2 separate regions of the Arachis hypogaea genome follow, and region 1 is linked to region 2. A link is a contact called in public Hi-C data. All regions are on one chromosome and are shown on one strand. The core of a region is the stretch at or near the end of the contact, and the rest is flanking DNA. Distances in the headings are between cores, read along the strand shown. Region 1 overlaps LOC112755041. Region 2 has its middle 7.7 kb from the start of LOC112759102.

What was found. A called contact is a pair of places that touch in the nucleus more often than the background predicts.
Region 1: a Hi-C map of leaf shows a contact between it and region 2, with 2.0 times the contacts expected there. The contact joins two enhancer-like sites. A contact is called at or near these places in 2 of 8 Hi-C or Micro-C datasets (both in leaf).

Annotation. Positions count from the first base shown.
Region 1 is chr16:131,643,620-131,649,674 of arahy.Tifrunner.gnm2.J5K5, reverse strand. It overlaps LOC112755041, which reads left to right. Exons shown (of 7, transcript XM_025802922.3): 7 at 1,700-1,932. The coding sequence ends at 1,753. Among protein-coding and RNA genes, the nearest start is that of LOC112755041, 12 kb to the left of the region's middle. Within about 2 kb of position 2,049, at least 1 of the 3 cell types and tissues checked has open chromatin away from gene starts, as enhancers often do.
Region 2 is chr16:131,377,726-131,383,759 of arahy.Tifrunner.gnm2.J5K5, reverse strand. No RefSeq gene overlaps it. Among protein-coding and RNA genes, the nearest start is that of LOC112759102, 7.7 kb to the right of the region's middle. Within about 2 kb of position 3,484, at least 3 of the 3 cell types and tissues checked have open chromatin away from gene starts, as enhancers often do.

The DNA.
Region 1 (6,055 bases), core at 800-3,299, 270 kb before region 2:
CGCATCCATCAAATCAGATGGAGTACCAACGAGATAAAGTTTTATTTCTTCACATTTCCCTCTTCTCGCCATAACTCTAAACTGCCTATTCTCCTTCATTCCTTTTCCCTTTCCCTCTCATTTCTATTTATAACCCACTCATTCTCTGAGGCATATAACTACCTCAATAATAGTGTCCCACTAGTTATGTACAAGGATTTTCTGTAGCAATAATCCAATTTTGTCTTGACAATATATTCCTTTTCAATGTGTTTGCTTTTTATGTAAAACTAGTACCCGTAATAACATTACGGGAATATAAATATTTTAAAACTACATTAGTTCTAACATTATAGATTATAGTACAAAAAATTTATAGCATTAAACTACTTTTACAAAAAGGTCACCAGGGACACAAGTTTGTCAACTAAGAAGACTAGGGTCTTTGTAGATAAAAAAATTAAATAATAAATATTTTAGTTATTATTTTCATATGAAAGAGTTTAATTTTTTACTAATAATTAATTTTAACATTCGTTATCTAAAATTTGGAAGAATATAATTTAATGGGTATACTTTTATATTTGATTAGGCGTTAAGTCTGTTGCACAAATAGAAATAGTTAATTTTTATGCTTGTTATTTAAAAATAATATTATATATATTAGCATAAAAAGATTTATATTGATAGTTATAAAATTAACTCAAATTTATTTATTTTTTAAAATAATTAAATCTTGATTCTAACTTTTAGTCACAACATTAGTATTTTCTCTAAATTATATGTAATAAATATTTGAAAGAAAAGAAGTGAAAATATAGATTAGAAAGATAAGCAGTAAAAATTTAAAAGTAAATAAAAAAATGTGTATAATAATATTTTTTATTTCAATTATATTATATTGTTAATTTTAATTTTTGTAGAATAGAAAAGTAGAGAAAAATAGAGAATGAGAGAAAAGAGAAAGATAAAGGAGAAGAATGAGAGAGTGAGTTTGTTAATTTTGGAAGCTAAGGAAAAATTTTATTTTAATTATAATAAAAAAATATCTGGTGCCACATTTTGATTTGTCAAATTACTAATATAAAATATAAATTATAAATTATATATAGAGTGAGAAGGATAGAGAGAAATAGAAAAAAAAAAGAGACGTAGATAAGAGAGTGTAAGAAGGAGGTATTTTCTCTAAATTTTAATAAGAGAGTGTTATGTGACACATTTTAGTTATTAAATCAGTTAAGAATATATAAATATAATATATAATATAGCTATATTTCAATTTTAATTTAATTTGAATGCAATTAGAGAATGTCATGTACATTTTGATTGTCAAATTCGTAATTAGTCATTGATAATGATATATAAGAGAGATAGAGTTGGTAAAGGAATGAGAGAAATAGAGAAAGGGAGAGAGAGAGAGAGGAGGGGAAAACTCTTTAATTTTGGGGAGAAGATTTGATTTCAATTGTAATGAGAGAGTGACGTGTGATACATTTTGATTGTAAAATTAGTAATATATAATAGATATTGAACAAATTGTTACATGTAAGCTCTGGTTTCTCCCAGGTAGAATGAGTAAGGTAGCTGATCTATTGGCTAATGTTTGTCTGATGTGGTTGATTTGTGTTCTTATTCTATATGAGTCTAATAATATGTACTATAGGTGCATTTATTTTGGGTTTGCCCTTAGTCTAACAGTTTGTTGCGGTTCATTTGGCAGTTAAACGTGGAATACCATTTTCCTGAAGATCCAAGATATTTTGACATCAACTGAAAAATTATAGTTTACCCTCTCAAAAAGCTTGTTGCTTCTTGTTGACCCACTTGTATGTACATAGTTACATGTCTTTACATGAATCATGTCCTTTGAAAAAGGGGAAAATTGGCACTAACCCTCTTTTCTCTTGTAAATAATTGACCATTTCAATAATTCAATGGGTTAACCATTTTCAATTGCTGGCCTAATTTAAGGCAGTTTTTTCTTGGTCTTTTACGCAACACACACACACCCCTCACTATTACTATGGGTTCTATAACTTCCTGAGCTCACTCAGGATTCGAACCCTTGTGTAGCTCCTTGTGAGGCAGCAGATTCTGCCAATGGTTCCAAGCCTCGGCGCCTAATTTAAGGCAGTTGTGATGTGATGAGAAGTTGGTGGATGTTGAAAAATGCTTCATGGAACTTTGCTAACTCTGAATTATTTTATGGGCTGGAATCAAACATTAAAATGGGAATTGTAGTGACTCATTACCCACCAATAATCGATATAAGTGCATGAAAACTGTCCATGGATTGTGATGAGGTTAAACGTGTTTATATGTTAACCAAAAAAAAAAAAAATGTGTTCATATATAGTATGACATTTGGCTCAACTCATTCCATTATTAAGTAAAGCTACAGTTTGTTTTTGATAAGGCAACTGACCTGTTATTGTGTTAAATTTAGCTGCTGGGATTACATTAGTTGACTGTCTGAAGTGTTAGCTAATTGTGTTTTATTCTTTCATCAATCACCAAATAGGTTTGAAGCAATCTGTAGAGTTGCTTTATTATCACAAATACTTACTGGATATCTTGAATTCCAACTATCCAAGTAAATATTTTAGCTAAATGAGTTTACACGTAGCTTGTGGGGTTATGGTCAGAAGTCTAAGCCCAATCCTCACTAGAAAATAGAACCTTCCAAAAACCAGAAGTACTCCCTCAAGAATCAAGATTTGGGAGTTTCAGTGTTTTCATTGGACATAGTTGTTAATGATACTGCTGATTAATGATACATTTTCAAACTATTGCTTAACTATTTTGTATTGCCAAGATAAGCTTTCTTATTTTCAAATCTTTTTTAATAAGTTCAACGAGTATTTACTTAGTTGATGAGTAATTGTAACGAGTAGAAAGATAACAGAAATCGTCTGCTTCACTATGCCTAATGCCAGAATTTTGAAAAACAATGCTGAGCTTTCAGCATCAATTTGTAATTATTTCAGTGAAACTTGTACTGAGCCACCCCTGAGGAGTGCGAGTTTTTTAGTTGATGTTTTTCTCTTGTTCAAGTTGATGTTCTGTATTGTAAAAACCGTACAATTCCAAGTCTTGATGGGCTGCTACTACATTTTTGTTCGTTCACCACGTCTCTCTCTGATCTACTAACGAATTCCACTCATTTTTATTATTACTAATATATATCATGTATGAGATAATACATAAAAATATATGAAGTTTTTTATGTAAAAAATATTTTATAAAATTATAATTAAAATTAGAGTTCAATAATTTTTAATGTTAAAAACATTAAAAACAATTAGTATTTGCCTTTAACTAATTTGAATTAGTTGAGTAGTTATCTCATTCGTTTGTTTAAGTAAGTATTATGGATTTAAATATCACTTTGTGTGTGTAGCAATTCATTGAGTAGACCTTTAATAAATGAAACTTCAATCCGTGGTGAATTCTTGGCTTGCATAGTTAGAAAATACCGTAAAAAAAAATAGTATTTATCTTTAAAGTAGAACAATTTCTCATTGATAGCAATATTTATGGAAACTTATCTTTGTTAAAATTTATCTGAAACAGATTTATTTATTGGTATCATACTCATTCTTGAAATCAAAACAATGTGATTAATGTTATCTATTAAAATTTCACGTTTTATGACATGGTTTCTATGTTTTCAAACTTATAGACTTAAGCCATTATAAAAGCTATTAAATTGATTAATATTCCTTGGTAATATTATCGGAATATCATCATTGAGTATTAGTTTGTGTGAAGAAAAACCATAACAACTTTTGTTATTCAATAAATAATTTATTGTTTGAAAAATAAATTATTATCCCTTAATTAGTAAATATTTTTTTAAATTTTTTACACTATTTTATCTTGACAATAATTGCTGTTAAAGAAAAGCAAATGACCACATATTTAATAATATGATGTATAAAATAATTTTTATTTTAAAATTAATTCTAGTCAGTGAGATAAAATTTAAAATAACTTTTTATTTTCTTATTCAAATTTAAATAACAAAAAAAAAGTTTGGTACAAAATATTTAGCACTTAATGATCAATAATATATATTATATTATTATGTAAACAATATCTAATGTATAATTTATTTTTTTGACATGGTTAATATAATTTATTGAGGGTTGGTTTATTATAAAATTTTTTATAAACTTTGTAGTATGTGAGAATAGTGATCTCATTTATTATTATCATTTAAAAAATTATTTACCATTTTTTATTATATAATTAACTTAATTAATAATTTTTATTATTATTTTTCTACCAAAAAATATTAGTTTATACTATTTATATATTTTTTGAATAGTAATAAGTAAGTAGATATTTACACTATTATATTTATTGTCTTAAATGATGGCTTAAGTTGCTTAGTATCTTAAATAATATACATAACATCTTATATCTTCTTAAATTCATTAATTTACATATATTAAGAGAAAAAAATTTATACAATAGATTATGTGTTATAAAGATTAGTTGATGTATACATGGAATTACCTATATGATCATTACAAAAAATAAAAATAAACTATTTATCATATATAATAATTCTTGATATATATAGTGTCATGTATATATTAGGATGATCTATTTAATTTATGTGAGTGATTATTGTTATTTTTATTTTTCATTACATTAGTAAATAATATTTAATACTAAAAGAACAAAAAAGATAGTTAGAAAATTATCTTAATTTAAACTAAAAATTTTCTCTAAATATATCCAATTTTTATGTATACTAAAGGTTATAATATTTAATAGACAAACTGGTTAATTATCTGTCTCCAAAAGAATTTTTTACACTGGGCTACCATCATGGTGGCCAAAACCTCGACCTCGTTCCACTTGGTGAAGTAGTCAATGGCTACTATCAGGTACTTGAGCTGTCTAGGGACCATAGAAAATGGGCCCATGAGGTCGACTCCCCATATCGGAAATGGTCGAGAAGTCGTGTTGGGAGATAACTCCTTCGCATGGATAATGTGAAAATTGTCATTCTCATTACATTTGACACATGCCATGACGAGCTGCATTGAGTCGTGGATTATGTCAGCCAGAACTCAGAAGTAATCGACTCTTAGTATTTTTTGGGCCAAAATTTTTCCTCCCATGTAATGGCCACAACATCCCTCATGAACTTTCCTTAAAACGTAGTCCGTTTGGTTGGAGTGAAGGCACTACAGAAGTGGTTGAGAGGTTCTTTTTCGATACAAAGTTTTCTGGATTATAGTGTATTTGGTGGCTTCCCTCTTTATTCGTTTTTGTTCCACAAGGTTATCGGAGAGCTCGCCTTCCTCCAAGTGTCGCCTGATCATGGTTGTCCATTCAGGGGTTTCTTGAAGGTCTATGACCAGGACCACCGATGGACATTTGATTGCCTCGTAGACAAGGGAGTGGTTGCCTCCCGAGGAGTTGGTGCTATCCAACTTCGACAGTAAGTCTGCCCTGGTGTTTCTTTCCCGGGGAACATGCTAGATTATCATACTGTCAAAATTTGTTCACAACTCCTTAGCCTTTTCCATATACTTCTGGAGCAGGGGATCTTGGGCCTAGTATGTGCCGTTGATTTGTGATGTCACGACTTGGAAGTCGCTCTTGACCACTAAATTCTTGACCCTAAGTTCTTTGGCCAGGGTGAGCTCCGCTATGACAGCTTCATATTCTGTCAGATTGTTCGATACCGGGAACTCGTATTTGATAGATTGCTCATATAAGAGTTCATCTGAGTTTTCTAGGATTACCCTGCGCTACCTAAAGTTTAGTTGGAAGCTCCATCCACATGGAGTTTCCATCATTGAGTCGGTGGGTCATGGTTGGCCATCTCGGTCAGAAAGTCTGCCATGACTTGAGCTTTCATGGCATGCCTTGGCTGGTATGCAATATCAAATTGTGATAGCTCTACAGACCAGTCATCATTCTACTACCAGGTCGTGTTTTTGTAGCACTTGCCTGATGGGTTGATCTGTGCGGACCACGGTTTGATGGCTCTAAAAGTATTGCCTTTGCCGTCTCGAAGAGATGAGTAAAGAAAAGTGTAATTTCTCCGGTTGTG
Region 2 (6,034 bases), core at 2,235-4,734:
TTCCAGAATCTAACATATATATAGATGGAACAATGAACCTATAATTTTGAATAAATATTTTAGCCATCTCTGCTTTTTGGTCAATTTTATGTATTGATTTGTCAGCTATTCTAACTCTTAATGATTTCTTTAATTTTTTCCAATCAAGATTTATATTTGTACTAGCAAAGCATTGTATTGCTCCAGTATCTATGAAAGCATTTATAAACTTTTCTGTTATTTTTATAGTAATAAATGTGGCATTATTGCTCAGTCTCTGAATCTGTTTCTGAGACATATTCAAAAATATAGTCTAAGTTATCATCTGATTCTTCTAATGGTTCCATGAAACAAGACTTAGTAATTTCTATTTATTTGGTAAGGTTCTTTTTATCCTTCTTTTTTGGACATTCATTTGTATAGTGCGTGTCCTTCTTCCTGGCAATACCAACACTTACAATTTTCTTTTTTATTTGGGCAATAGTCATTTTTTTGTCTTTTATTTTTATTGTTATTTCTTTTTCTAAAATACCTCTTTTTTCTCCAGTTTGGATATTTTTTCTTTTTCTAAATTGATATTTTCTTTTTCTTTGAAAATTTTTATTAAGACCATATTTTTGAGGTATTTCTTTATTATCCTGACAGCAAATTCTAATTATATTTTCAAATCTTTTTTGAGTTGCTTCTTACATACAACGTTCTTTTATTTCCTTTCTTGTCTATGATCTATAATATTTTTTCCAAAAAATTCTTTATATAGAATCATCATTATATGTAATATCTTATCATAAACTGTTGTTTTTGTTGCTAATTCTTCTATTATTTGGTTTTCTATTGATGTCATATAATCTCTTACAGTTCCTTTAGTATGAAACCCTATATAATTCCAGATATCTCCTCCAGACAATTCACTAAGTTTTGGATTAGTAAAGGCTTCTAATAAGAAGGAATTCAACCAGTTCTCGAAAATTTCTTTTTCATTCTTTTTACAGTCTAAATCGAGCATTCTTTCTCCTTCCATTTCCTGGATTTTAGGAACGTATTTTGATGGTATTTTTGTGTACTTTGAATCTTTATTCATAAATTCCTTTTTAAAAGCATAATTTTCAAAACCTGTTTCCATTTAAATTGAGATTGATTATCCTTAGATGTTCCAGCTTCATTTTTTACTTGTATTGGAATTGCTGGTTCTTCATCACTTGAATAATTTAGGATGTGTTCTTCATTTTCTATATTTTCAGAATTTACTAATTCTTCTTCTATTTGAAATTCTTGTTCCATAATATTATTTTCTTGAGCCATTTTTAATTGTTTAAAAAGCATTGTAACTTCTTCTAATTTTTCTTCAATATTTATAATTTCAATGGTGGTTTTACTTTTAATTCTGTTATGTTGATTATATTTTGAAAATTTTCTTCTTTGGGATTCTCTTTTTCCTTATTTCTTTGAAATTTTATGGATACTAATATTTCTTCAAGCATATCTACTATAGAATTTAATTATGGGTTAAAAGTATGATAAAGATGTGGGGAATCATTTCCATGGTAACATTTTTTAGAAATTCCGTGTGAAATATAAGTTTTTTCAGGTTTTTGAAGCCCTTCAATAAAACTTATAGTAAAATAAAGATTTTGAGAAAAATCATTTTGTATTGATTTTAAGAATTCAGTGTCATTACAATTAACATTAGTTAAAATCATTAGTTTTTGATCTATTAATTTTGATAATTTAATTATTTCTTCTCTTAAATCTTCTAATTTACTTTTTTCCATTAGGTGACGCTTTTCTTATAAAAAGCTATGGTTTTAAGTGTTTTGTAATAAAAAGTGTGGCTTTATAATGTATGGTTTAAGTTTTATCATGTAGGTGTCTTTAAAAGAAAGTTGTTTTTGTGATCTTTATTTGAGTGGTGGCCAAAAACTAAACCGTTTAAAAAAGCGTTCTCTCTCATCTATAGAAAGTATACTTTGAAGCTACTAAATATGAGAATAGGCACTCACACCAGCAAAAGAATATTTTTACCATCACCATATTTTTAGGAATAATGAGACAAATATAAAAAATAGGTTTTTAATAGATTTTAATTACAATAAAAAAGTAACGTATAATCAGGGACGGATTTATATATTGTGTAGTGGGGCACAATTTAAAAATTTTTTAAGTAGTATATGATAATAATATTTATTTGCTCCCATTAAATTATTAAATTTAACTCCACAATAATTTTTTATTCAACTTTTAGTACTTAATAGTCAATTTAAAAATTTTATATTAGATGTTTATTAGAATAATCAATTCTCAATTTAAATAAGATTGATGTTCTTTCTTAGAAATAAACTCAAAAGATATTATTTATTTTTTTTAAATTAATTTTAATTTTTTTTTGTAGCAACTAGCAACTACATTAATTGAAAAAAAAATTTTCAACTATAGATATCAGTGAGAGTTGACTTTTAATTGTATGAGAAGTGAATTTCTAATAACTGTTTGGTAATATATATATATATATATATAAAAGAGGCATTTCGACTGTATTGTTAAAAAAATTATTCAGTTTTTTAAAAAATATGAAACCTAAAAAATAGAATTATAAAATATATATTATTATTTTAATATTTTATAATAATAAAATATAATTATAACAATAATTATGCTATATATACATAAAAAGTAACTATTTGTACAGAATACATATTGAAATACAAAATATATATATTGAAAATGAATTAAACAATAAATATATTTATACACAAATACATAATGGTTAATGAATAATTTTATAGCTGATTTTTATGCAATATAATATTTTATTATAAAAATTATTAGAGTTTATTTATCTTGTGTCCTAAAGGCACATATTATAAGATTACAAATTGAGAATATTTTTATTGAAAATACAAAAAATTTAAGTTTTTAATGTATTTATTTTACAGTTATCAAATGAAAAAATTTAAAATATTCTACTAATAATAAGTTTGTCATGTGTTTTTAAGACACATATTAGCTAAACTTAAATTATTATTATTATGTTATATATATTTTGTCTCCACTATCAAAATTTTCTGGATCCGTCACTGCATATAATATATTTTAATTATAAAATTAGTAATATATATATTTATATATATATATATATAATAGATAAAAGTGTGTATGGAAAAAAAATGCAAAAATACTATGGCTACATGCTAAAATTTTATATCTAATTTATATAATTAAAACTTAAAGTGGTTCAAGTGTTCAACTAGCTAGTAACTTACAGATTAAACAATAATCCTATTGTGTTGATCGAAAAATTTTTTTTTTTTGGTGTTATCTTGATGGAATTTTTTATTGGCTTGGTTTTGATAAGTATGCGGGAGCCTCACACACATACCCAAGAAAAAAAAATGACTTGGAGATGGGTCTTTTTTTATATATAATACTCAACTTGAAATGGGGAAGCTAGAAGCAAAAGCAAAAGCAAAATGCAGTGTCTATCCAAATTAAAATCAATAACAAAAACGTTGGTAGTGTGCTGTACATCGTAACACAAAAGAAGCCCAAGAGAGAGTGTGAACGGCCATATTCGATGCTTTAGATAGATGGCAAAGTATTTCATGAAACTCACAAAAAGTTTTATCAAATGAATCTGTTTAAAATATTTAAAATTTGTCCTATCTCACTTTTCTATATTTATAGATCGGAAATAAAATGCTTAACGATTTTTTATCAGCCTCTTCTTCATGGTTGAGGTTAAGCGAAAAAAAAAAAAATCTTTTTAACTCAGAAGAATATTATCCTTTGCACTAAGTCATTAAGATTAGTGTGTTCTCATTATTTAATAACGGAAATAAGAAGAGAAAGATAACAAAAAATTGTTAATGTTCATTAGGCTGCAACTCAGTTAAAACTTGAAACTTCTTCCTCAGAATTTCATTGGTGGTCTTTTGTTTCAGTTAGGAAGATTTTCTTGCCGGTGAGAATACTATGGCGACCAAAATGGGTCTTCGGACAGATTCAAGGTTCGAAAGATGATTTTAGTCATCATTATAAAACAAAATCAACAAAGGTTACTATAAAAGGATTGCTTTTTAGTTCAAAGTTATTACTACTGTGACATAATTATTGTGGATCTGATCAATAAATTAATATTCATAGCTGAGTAAACTTGAGCCTAATTTTTAAATTGTGAAAAATGTGGATAAAATAGAGTATGGTGAGAATTACAACCATTAAAAAGAAGGGTTAAAAGGGTGGTTAATAAATTTTTAAGAGTTTTGTTCCTAATTTATAAATATTTTAGTTAACTCAATTTGATAGAACTTTTTATAAGAGTTCCATGAAATACTTTGCCTAGATAGATATCACCTTTTGACCAGAAAAAGAAAAAAGATAATAATAAGAAATGGTAATTGTCCTTTTTGTTTTTGATACAAACTTTCTATATATATATACTCTAATCAACAAATCACAGCAAATTTTTTCCTAATATAGCAGCTTGATTTGTTATCCTAATTTATTCCTACCAAAAATATATATGACAGATTGCTATATACATAAATAACCAAATTTTTTAATTGACATTTCTATATATAACTTATGTTGACCGTTGTTACCCCCTCTCAAGTTGGCGCGTATAAATTTTGAATGCTCAACTTGACTAAGAGCTTCCCAAACTGTTTCGTCCCGAGAGCCTTGGTGAAAATATCAGCTAGTTGGAGATGAGTAGGAACATAAGAAGGTAATAGTCGATTGTGTATGATTTCATTCCGGACAAAATGACAGTCGACTTCGATGTATTTGGTACGTTCGTGGAAGACTGGATTTTTAGCAATGTGAAGCGCCGCTTGACTATCGCAGTGCAAGCGAATGGGAGCAGGCTGCGATACGTGCAGCGAGGATAGTATATCCTTTATCCATATTAATTCCCTGGTTGTCTTGGCCATTGAGCGGTACTCAGCTTCAGCAGAAGAGGCGGAGACCGTTTGTTGTTTCTGTGTTTTCCACGAGATAGGGGCGGTACCGAATTGAATGAACCACCCTGTAAGAGACCGGCGTGTTAGCGGACAGCCAGCCCAATCAGAATCACACCAGCCAAAGCGTTGCAAATCATTTTCTTTAGGTAGAAGTATGCCCTGCCCCGGATGTGCCTTTAGATACCAAACAACCCGTAAAGCGGCGTGCCAATGTTCAGTATGTGGGTTCTGTATAAACTGGGACAAAACATGAACATTATAGGCGAGGTCAGGTCTGGTGAAGCACAAATATATGAGTCTTCCAACGAAGCGGCGATACATGCTAGGATAAGAGAGAACAAGGCCAGCAGCGGATGCCAACCGGTGATTTTCCTCACACGGAGTAGCTGCGAGCTTAGCAGCCAGCAAACCTGCTTCAGTGATGATGTCCAAGGCGTATTTTCGCTGGCACAAAAAAATTTCCTTGGAAGATCGGGCAACTTCAACCCCCAAAAAATATTTCAGGCGCCCTAAGTCTTTCATGTGAAAGCACTTGTGCAAGTACTGTTTGAATTTGTTAATTGCATCACCATTATTTCCTGCAATCACAAGGTCATCAACATACACCAAAACAACCAGGTGGACATCATTTTTACAGAGACTAAACAAGGAATGGTCTTTTTGTGACTGCTGGAAACCAAATCGAGTAAGGGCAGAGGATAATTTTGCAAACCAACAATGCAGAGCTTGTCGCAAGCCATAGATGGATTTTTGAAGTTTACGCACTAAGCTTGGCTGAGACACTTGGAACCCGGGTGGGAGCTTCATGTACACATCTTCATCAAGGTCGCCATGCAGAAAGGCGTTATGGACATCCATTTGGTGAAGTTCCCAATCCGGGCTGCTGCAACGGCAAGAGTTGTTCAAATGGTCAACATCTTTGCCACCGGAGAGAACGTTTCATTGTAATCTAGTCCTTCCACTTGTTGATTTTCTAAGATGACCAACCGTGCTTTGAATCGCTCGACTGACCCATCAGAATTGTATTTAATTCGATAAACCCACTTACAACCATAAGCTTTCATTCCTGGAGGAAGAGGTGTGAGTTTCCACGTGTT